Regions from separate parts of the Mus musculus genome. Here region 1 is linked to region 2. The links are chromatin contacts, called in public promoter capture Hi-C maps. All regions are on one chromosome and are shown on one strand. Each heading gives the region's core, a stretch centred on a gene start, on an enhancer-like site or on the middle of the called end of the contact. The rest is flanking DNA. Distances are from core to core; before and after follow the strand shown.

What was found. Promoter capture Hi-C pulls out the DNA fragments that hold promoters and counts their contacts.
Region 1: a promoter capture Hi-C map of liver shows a contact between it and region 2, with 5 times the contacts expected there. The contact joins the enhancer-like site here to the promoter of Gabbr2 in region 2. A contact is called at or near these places in 6 of 39 promoter capture datasets (the 3T3-L1 cell line, embryonic stem cells, hippocampal neurons and 2 more), 9 of 484 Hi-C or Micro-C datasets (the G1E-ER4 cell line, cerebellar granule neurons, cerebral cortex and 3 more), 9 of 115 datasets of contacts at active chromatin or transcription factors (bone marrow-derived macrophages, embryonic forebrain, embryonic stem cells and 4 more) and 2 of 9 other capture datasets (adipose tissue and pancreatic islet).

The regions. Positions count from the first base shown.
Region 1 is chr4:46,892,195-46,896,858 of GRCm38.p6, forward strand. The region is part of intron 1 of Gabbr2 (gamma-aminobutyric acid (GABA) B receptor, 2); the gene reads right to left. Gm32135 (a long non-coding RNA gene) reads left to right here. Exons shown (of 3, transcript XR_881234.3): 3 at 3,335-4,664. Among named protein-coding and RNA genes, the nearest start is that of Gm32135, 12 kb to the left of the region's middle. Within about 2 kb of position 2,202, at least 13 of the 459 cell types and tissues checked have an H3K27ac peak or open chromatin away from gene starts, as enhancers often do. A contact at or near this core is called in cerebellar granule neurons, hepatocytes, liver and 1 more, where this site is marked.
Region 2 is chr4:46,989,853-46,994,251 of GRCm38.p6, forward strand. It overlaps Gabbr2 (gamma-aminobutyric acid (GABA) B receptor, 2), which reads right to left and starts at 1,862. Exons shown (of 19, transcript NM_001081141.2): 1 at 1,256-1,862. The coding sequence starts at 1,573.

The DNA.
Region 1 (4,664 bases), core at 952-3,451, 97 kb before region 2:
AGGAGCTACTGTAAGGTAGCTGCTTCCCAAGACCTGCCCAATTGGTGAGTTCCTGGCCCCCAGCTTTCTGACTGCTTCTCAATGCCATTCCACAGCTCCTGATTCCATAGGTTCTGTGCTTGGCCCACTGAAGTCATAGGGGATCTCAGATCTCAGCATCCCGCCTTCAGACTCAAGCTCCCTAAGGCATCTCTGTCATCTAGATGCCAGGACTCTGGCCCATCTCCTACCCCCATCCTACTAAGGGGTCCTGAAGCCCACAAAACATTGCCTGAGAAGGCTGAACACTTAACTTAGGGCACCCCACACCTCCTGCGGAGGAATGAAGGCAGGGAAGTTTCCAGCTAGCTACACCAACAGTGAATAGACAGGAACAACTCTACTGGGAGAGGTGGGAGGACTCTAGACACGGGATTGTTTGAGATTAGGGGTATAGTCCTGTGGCAGACGTTTGACAGGTGACCAGTGATTCTTCAAGGGTAGCAGCTTCAGGAAGGCAGGGGAGATGCAGGCCCTGGGCTGGCTGTCTAAATTCTGGCCTAGGTTGCATATTCCTCTATTTCCATTTGGTGAAGACAAACAAGGAATGCTGGGATGTTGCGGGGTATGGGGGAGAGGAGTATTCCACAAGGAACATAACCGAAGTCTTAGTCACCAAAGGGATGGAGCTCAGAGGTTCTCTGGAACCTCTGGGAAGTGGGGTCTTACGGGAGGTCCTTGAGTAACTGAGTGTACTCTTAGTTTTGGGGACGCTTTTTGGTGTCCCTCACAAGGAGATTGTGATGTTTGATATTGCTTGTTGGGTCACCAGGGAAACAATCCTATTGGCACACTTGTGAGTGTTTTCCTAGGCTGGGTAGAGGAGGTGGAAAGGCCCCAGCACCATTTCAAGGGCTGAGCCCCTGGACTAAACAAAAAGGAGAAAGTCATATGAGGACCAGCATTCTGCTTCCCGAATACACCAGTTTGCTTCTCTATTGTCATGTTCAAACACCGACCAAAAGCAACTTGGGAAGGAAAGGGTTTCTTTGGCTTACAGCATACAGCCCATCGTGGTGGGAAGCCAAGGCAAGAGCTCACGACAGGAACTCAAGGCAGGAACTAAAGCAGAGACCATAGAGCAATGCGACTTACATCTTTAAAGTTCTCCACGGCATGCTCTGCCTGCTTGCTTTCTCTCTCTCTTTCTTCCTCTCTCTCTCTCTCTATATATATATATATGTATATATATATATACCCTCCCTCCCTCCCTCCCCTCTCCCTCCCTCCCTCCCTCCCTCCCTCCCTCCCTCCCTCCCTCTCTCTCTCTCTCTCTCTCTCTCTCTCTCTCTCTCTCTCTCTCTTTCTTTCTTTCTTTTTGTTTTTTGTTTTTTTTTTTTTTTGAGATAGGGTTTCTCTGTGTAGCCTTGGCTGTCCTGGAACTCACTCTGTAGACCAGGCTGGCCTTGAACTCAGGAATCCGCCTGCCTCTGCCTCCCAAGTGCTGGGATTAAAGGCGTGTGCCACCATTACCCGGCTTCAGCCTACTTTCTTATACAACTCAAGATCACCTGTCCAGGGCCAGCAGTGGCCCACCATGGGCTGGACACATCAGTCATTAATTTTAGGTATCATTATCATGTAAAATGAAAACAATTCCTCTATTGAGATTCTCTTTCCCCAGATATTTCTAGATATGTTTCAAGTTGACAAAAACAAACCAGCATACTGACTTGGGATGCTCCATGACCAGCCACCTCACACCCCTGCCACTGCCCCCAACCAGGATGGATTATGCCCCCTCAAATCACAAACAATAATAAGCTAGCCATCCCTTAAGTTGCTTTAGACAGGAATTTGATCACAGAAGCGAGCAAATTAACTAATGCAAGAATTGGTAAAAAAACAAACAAACAACAAACAGGTTTTGGGTCACCCTGATCTCTGCTCAGATCTGAAGGGGGACCCTTTATTCCTAAGTATGCTGTCATCTCAGTGTGCTGCCATTTTCTCCTTTCACCAGAGGGCACACACCAGTGTTCCTAATGCATGAATGAACTTGGACTTTGAGACTCAAAAGACTATGAGCTAGAAACACTTCTCCATTTCATAAGTAGTCCACGTCCAGCATTTCGTCACCATGGCGGGAAGCTGACAAGGGCAGAAGGCCTAGCCACTGGGGGGCTGTGTGCGGCCAGCCCGGCAGCCTCAGCCAGCCACCAGTGCCATGTTTGTTCAGTTTGATGAATTAGGCATCGGCAGAACATCTCCTTCCAGCCGAGCTCTGCCAGGCTTTGGGCAAACAGAGGGAAGACGTCAGAGCCCAAGTGCACGGGGAGAAGAGGAGCCAAGGAGTAGTCAGAGGATAATGTACTGTCTTTGTCCATTTAGGCACTGGGACAAAATACCATGGGCTGGGTGGCATATGGACAGCAGACACTTATTTTCCAGTTATGAGTCTGGAAAGTCCAAGATCAAGGAGATTCAGTCTTTACTGCCCCATAAACACCTGCCACGGTCTCCCGGGACTTCCTCCAAGGAGAAAGGCAGGCACTCCAGGATTTTCTCATTTTTCTTGCTGAGAAAGATAGATAGTGCTTCCCCAAGTAGCAACTTCACTCTGAGACTGTTGCTTGGTTTTCTCCTTAGGTTTAACGGATCTACCCTTGAGCCTCAAAAAATTTGGAAATTCTTGCAATTTAATAGAAGGGGGAGGGCAAGCAGGAAGTGGAATAAGACAGATACAAAAAGGAAGGTCTGTCTAAGTCCACTTGTGTCTGGCCATTAGAGTCCTGGCAACAGCAGGGAAATGGGAGCTAGAGCTGGAGTTTCTCTTGCAGACCTATACAACCTGCCGATGCTAGGACACAAAGCCATCATCGGTAAAGTTGATGTTGGAGAGCCACACACTTAGGTTACCAGACTCCAAACACACACACACACACACACACACACACACACACACACACACACATACACACACACACACACACACACACACCTTGTATTGTTTGAAGTAAGTTTGTGGGTTTGAATTGGGATAGGTTTGAAGCTATTCTGGGCTGTGTGGGGCCCACAGGCCACTGATCAAGACACCTGCCAGAACGGGGTTTCAGGGTGGGAAGATGATAAGTTGAGGGGGCAGATGCCAATGACAGAGACACAAGGGCATGATGAAATGCCACTGGATTTACACTTAAAAAAATAGCTGGAATGGTGAATTTTGTGTATGTTTCACCACAGTTCATCAAACACAAGCCACGGGGCCTGTCTCCCAGCCTGAGGGATGGGCAGAGAGCAGCTCCTCCCCATCGCCTGGGGCCGGAGTGCAGACATAACTCTTCTTCTCCTCCAGGTCAGGAGAGCATTTCTCTAAGCAGACGTTGACCTAGCAGTAAAGAGAAATGAAGATAGAACCAACTCACTTTACGCAGGCAAGCGAAATGGACTGCTTTCCTGTGGGCCGAACCTGAGAAGGAGCCTTGAAGGCTGAGCTGATGGGAAAGCTTGCATTGAGAAGGAAGCGGTTGCCCGGAGCCCACACAGCAGGCCACAGGCATGCTCCAGTCTTCTGGCATGGGTGGGCTCTCCCAAACATGTCTTTCTCAGCCCCAGGTCCTCAAACTCCTATGAGGGCATCTGACTTCTGCCACAGCAGCTGGTTGAGTCTGTATTTGCTCTTTCTCTAGTCTTTCTGAGTCAGGTGACCTCCTGTGTCTGGCCCTGAACAATCCCGAGGTGGGGAGCCAAAAGAACACAGCACAGCAAACTTCATCCCATCTCCCTCACACATAAAGGTGAAGGACCAGGCTCTAAACCAAGTCTCAAGTGCAAATCCCCCAAATGGACAAGCTTGTCAGACCCTTGAGTCTCCCTGCTTCAGTGCCAGGCCACCTCAAGAATCATAAATGTCTACCTCAAAGGGTTAGTATGAGGGTTAAAAGAGTTCATTTACTCAACACGTGTGGGCAATCTATACCTTGGGAATATCTAAAGATGGCAGGCTCTTCCAAGGATGGCCTCAGGACCTCAGCACCTCTTACAGACGCTAAGTAAGTGTCAACTACACAGGCCCCATAGGGGAAAGGAGGAATCACTGTTGGGCTGTGGGGTGTGGGCTCACTATGTTCCCTCACACCTCACATCTGTACAGGGCCGATCAATCCAAAAGATGAGAGGGCCACCATCAGCACCAAGCCTCTCATTTCATTCCACTAAAAGCCTGGACCAGTTTCAGAAGGAACATGGAAGGAAAGGGCAGAGTGGTCACGACTGGACCATACGGGACCCACCCCTTGCTATTGCTTGCAATTTCAGGACAATCTGTTGGCATGACAACCAGGCTTGCTGACCCTGCCGCCAGCTGTCACCATCCTTGTGTGCATATCGCAAGGCACAGTCTCCATCCACCACTGTCCTCCAGGCTGAGAGGTCTTGTGTTCTCCTGAGATCTGCTTCCCTTATGAGACAGCAAGCAATAGGAGGGATGTCTCCCTAGGCACCCTGCGCAAGACATGTGTGGGCACCTGTAGATCATTTCCTCAAAGCCTATAAAGGAGGTATATGCAAGCCCTCCGTGGGAAAGTGGGACATACCATGTTGCCTGGAACTGACTTGCCTTCCCAACTACAAGCAGAGTGGGGCCACCCTCCATGCATGCCTATGAACTACATCCAAGGAAGATT
Region 2 (4,399 bases), core at 612-3,111:
CGGGGAATGAGATACAATCTACATTATGCTCTTTTCCGGGAGGGGGTATAAAAAAGGGGTCAGGCAGGGGAAGAAGCCAAGCCCAGGTTACACCACCAGGGGGATGCTCCTTTCTTGAGGAGTCTGCCCGGGAGCTCCAGCAAAGGTGCGCTGGGGGAGCCCGGGAAGCAAGGGTCCAGAGCTCGCCCTGGCTTTGCTGGGAGAGATGCAAGAGGCGCCAACAGAGCTCTCAGTAAAGGAAATCACTGCCCCCTTCAGGCCGAATCTTATCTCTCGAGGCTGCGGACCGGAGAGTAGGGGCTCCCTGGGTCCGGAAAAACTCGCAAACCCGTCCTTATTCCTGATCGCTCTTCCAGGCCCTCTCTTCGTCCTAGCCTCAGAGTGGGCAGTCAGGGTCTGAGCTGAGGCTCCTTGGAAACCTAGACATGAGGGCGTGAGATCGGGGTTTGGGATGGAAAGGTCTTGGTTCTCCAGCTCTGCTCAGAAAAGAAGGCCAGAGGGGAACCCTCTGCCACACTCCAAGTCTAGGCTCCCACGACACGAACGCCTCAAGTGTGCACCTGCTCAGCGGTGTTAGCAGCTGCTGAACAAAAGTGGAAGCGCGATCGGACACCACCACACGTCCCGGGCTAGACCTGTCAAGCCACTCTATGAGCAACTAACCCAAGGCGGGGAGAGGGGGAAGGGGAGTCTCCCAAAACTGCTCCAGCTACTGCCAGCGCTGGACAGATCCAGGCAGCAGCGCTGCAGAACCCTCCGGGCTCCGAGGCTGACCGTGGCGCGCGCGAGCCCTGAGCTGCAGAAGTGCACCACAGGATCGGTCCTGCCCGAAGCTTGGCCCCCGAGGGTCCTGGAGCCCTCTAGCCCTAAAAGGGCGGCTTGGAATTTTTAGGGTCTGGGAATAGGCCCCATAGCCTGTCCAGCTGTGGCTGGCCCAGTTTGTAATCAGTGTGCGTGTTCCTCTTACTTGGCACCTGACAACCCTAGGAGCAGCACCGGACAGGGGCAACCGGCGCAGGCCTCTGGGAGTCCAACCTCTCACATCTCTAACTCCTCCTCTGGTCAAAGGAGACCCCCATTCCACACCCACACAGAGGTGGAAGGTGCTCACAGATCAGGGTCCCACCTGCTCCAGCCAAGCCCAGTGAGACCCTGATGGACCCAGTACGCGGTCAGCCAGCGAGGAGGAGACAATCACGGCTCTGTCCCTCCTCGACGCCCCCAGCCTCGACGGCATGGGTCACTGGACACTTACCTCGGTGTCGTAGAGTCGCAGGTCCAGGAAGTAGGGGCGCAGGAGTGACTCGTTGCGGATCTGCTCGATGGCTAGCTCCACGGCGGGGAGCACGCCGCGCCCGATGCTGCCCTTGGCCACCTCCTTGGTGAGCGGCATGAGGCCCATGATGGAGAGCGGCGGGCTGCTGGGCGGCGGCCGGGGGGCGCCCCGCGCCCAGCCCCAGGCCCCGGGAGCCAACGACAGCAGCAACGACAGCAGCAGGGGCAGCAGCAGGCGCGCGGGCGGCGGCGGTGGCGGCGGCGGCCGGGGCTGCCCGGAGCTCGGCGGGGAAGCCATGCCGCGCCGCGGGCTGCGGGCGCCAGCTCACTCGGCCCGCATGGCCTGGCCCGGCCCGCCGCCCGGCGCCGAGCTCTGCCCGCGGCTCCCGCGCAATGGCGCCGGCACGGGCCCCGGCTCGGCTCCGGCTTCTGCTCGCTCAGAACGGCCGCGGCGGCGGCGGCGGCGCCCGTGACGGATCAATCACGCCGGGAAGGGGTGGGAGCCAGCGGAGTGCGGGAGGCGGGGAGCCAACGAGCGAGCGAGCGAGCGAGCGCCGAGGGGGCCGAGTCTCCGCGCGCCTCTCTCCAGCGCGGCCGCCCCGCACCCGGCCGCCTCCTCCCGCCTCCGTGCGCGATCGCAGCTCTTTCCTGCTCGGAGCCGCGGGACGTCGGACCCTGGAGCCCGGCCAGGGGAGGGAGGGCGGCAGGAGGCTCGGGAGGCGAAGGCAAGGCTGCTGAGCGGCGGCTCGGGCCGCCTCCGGGGACAGGGACGGGCCGTGCGCGCCGGGGGAGGGGGAGGCGCCGGCGCTGCGGCTGCCGCGGGGAGGGCCGTGCTCCCGGCACACGCACACTCGCGCCCCGGGCGCTGCGCCGCGCCGGCTGCTGCGGCCGGCTGACCCCGCCGCCGGGGACTGAGCTCCAGAGCCCCACGTTCGGGGGAATCGAAGCTGCTATGCGCGGGGGACGCGGGCGCCTCGCCTTGCGCTTCCTGTAGCACCTGCAAGGTGGTTGGGTACTGCTTCTCCCAGGTCTGGGCGGGCGAGTCGAGGAAACGAACGTTCTACAAAGGTGTCCTAGGGGCACCAGCAGCCTGCGCTCTCCTGTGCCAGCTACCAGGGAACCTGGGACCCTTGATCCAGTCTGGAGTCCTTTGCCAAGCCCAGGTCAGGGCTGGGATAGGAGACCTATGAGTACTACCGCCTCCTCCAGGCGTTTGACCTCCCGGTGTCCCCAGTCCCAGAGGGCCCCGCCTTAAAATTCTCCCCTGGGTGGGAACCCTGTCTTCAGTCCCAAGAAGCACAGCCTGGACTTGGCTCATTCTGTCTCCCAGGTGGTATAAACACACTGGATAACCCCAGGCAAAGTAGTCCTGGACAAGATGAACCTGAGTAACCCCTCTGTGCCTCCCTGTGAATCATGGCACTTGTGAGCACTAACCTACAACATCCCAAAGCCTGACTAGTACAAGGATACATTACATTACATTATAAAACAGCCCATCCAAGCATTGTGGACCAAAAGCACGACCTTGTAACAAGGGTGGGAATTTAACCTTCACTAACTGCTTGCTACCTGACATATCTGATGTATCCTCAAAACAGCCGTATACGCTTAGTACAGTGGGTCTATCATTCCCGTTTTACAGAAGAATACACTGATCGATAATATACAGCTAATACAGGGGAAGCAGAATGCACAGCCACAAAGGACTCTTATGCACCCCTGATATTGGAAAGCCCTTCCAAAAGGAGGACATGGAGGCCACGGTGCTCTCAGTAGCTCTAGATCCCGTTCCTCCACACAGTTTGTAATGGGTCATCTAAATGGAGTCTGCATATTTGGAGCTGGGCAGGAAACCCGGAGGAAACCTGGAAGATAGAGCCCAGGCTGAATTGAGGACGGCAGTACCTTGGACAGCTCCAGAGACCCTGAGGCCAAATCAGCCAGGGCGCCTGCCCGCATAGCCACTTTCTAGGCGGCTATAATTCCTCCCCTCTCGGCTGAAGGTTTTGTACAAGAGCACAGCTCATCCAAGCACCCCCATCTTCCAGCCAAAAAAATAGTCTAGAGGTAATAGTCACCCCAGACATTCTAGAAGATGTCTCACTGACAGGAGGAGACCCATCTCCCTGCCCACCAGCTTGGCTCCAGGCCAGACTCTGACCTCATGCCTCACTTTGCTTGTCTGGGCATTCTGGCTCCCAGTTTCTGCCCTGATCTTGAGTTCCACTGTGGGTAACTGGAACCTTGGTGTTTTTCCTAGTTCTGAGTCCCTGCCTGCCTCAATCACTAGCCAGGAATCCCTGCTCTTGTATAGGTGGAGCTGGGCTGCTTTCAGCTACTAGCCATTCCACTTAGCTATATTCTACTTAGGAGACTCTCCTCCATGTTTGCCAGGAAGGTAAGGAACTGAAGAAAGCAACTCCAGCCATTGTCCCTGTTGAGTTGCTGTTCTGGTTGAGAAAAGAGACAGTATTTAGGAAGAACTGCATTTCAGGGTTCCGATGTGAGGGAAAACCCATTGGAGGTCAATACATCAGGAAAGAGAACTGAGACAGGTGAGGTCAGGCTAAGATGCAAAACAGGGAGTCTGGGAAGTGCTCACTACAGTGACTCCTTAGCAGAGGCTTAAGGGAGCTAAGACAGAAAGACAGTGTCCCATGAGAGGAAAGGGCCCAGGACAAGGAGCAGGAGGGAGAACGGTAGGCTTGAGGACAGTCAGGGGCCAGGGTGGCTGAGGGAAATGAGTGAATGAGGGAAAGAGCAGTATGAGCCAAGATCAAAACCAGAGTGATCATCCAGGGCCCCGGTGCTGGGAGGACATTGGCTGCACTGGCGGAATGGAGAGCCACAGCACACTGCCACGGTCTGAGCCACTGGACCAGGCTACTCTGGCAGCTGAATAAAGATCCATTAGGCCCAGGAAAGGGCAGAGGCAGGCACACCAGCCATTATGCTCAGTTCATGGCAAGAGTCAGGGTAGAAGCAGGGGAGGTGGCCATGGCTGGAGCAGCCGTTGTTCTTATTACTAATGGGAATAAAAAGCACTGGCCAAGTTCCAGGACTGTGAGACACTTGATGTAGTCCTCTCCTTATGAGAAAGCCAACAGAGCCCCCGGGTACC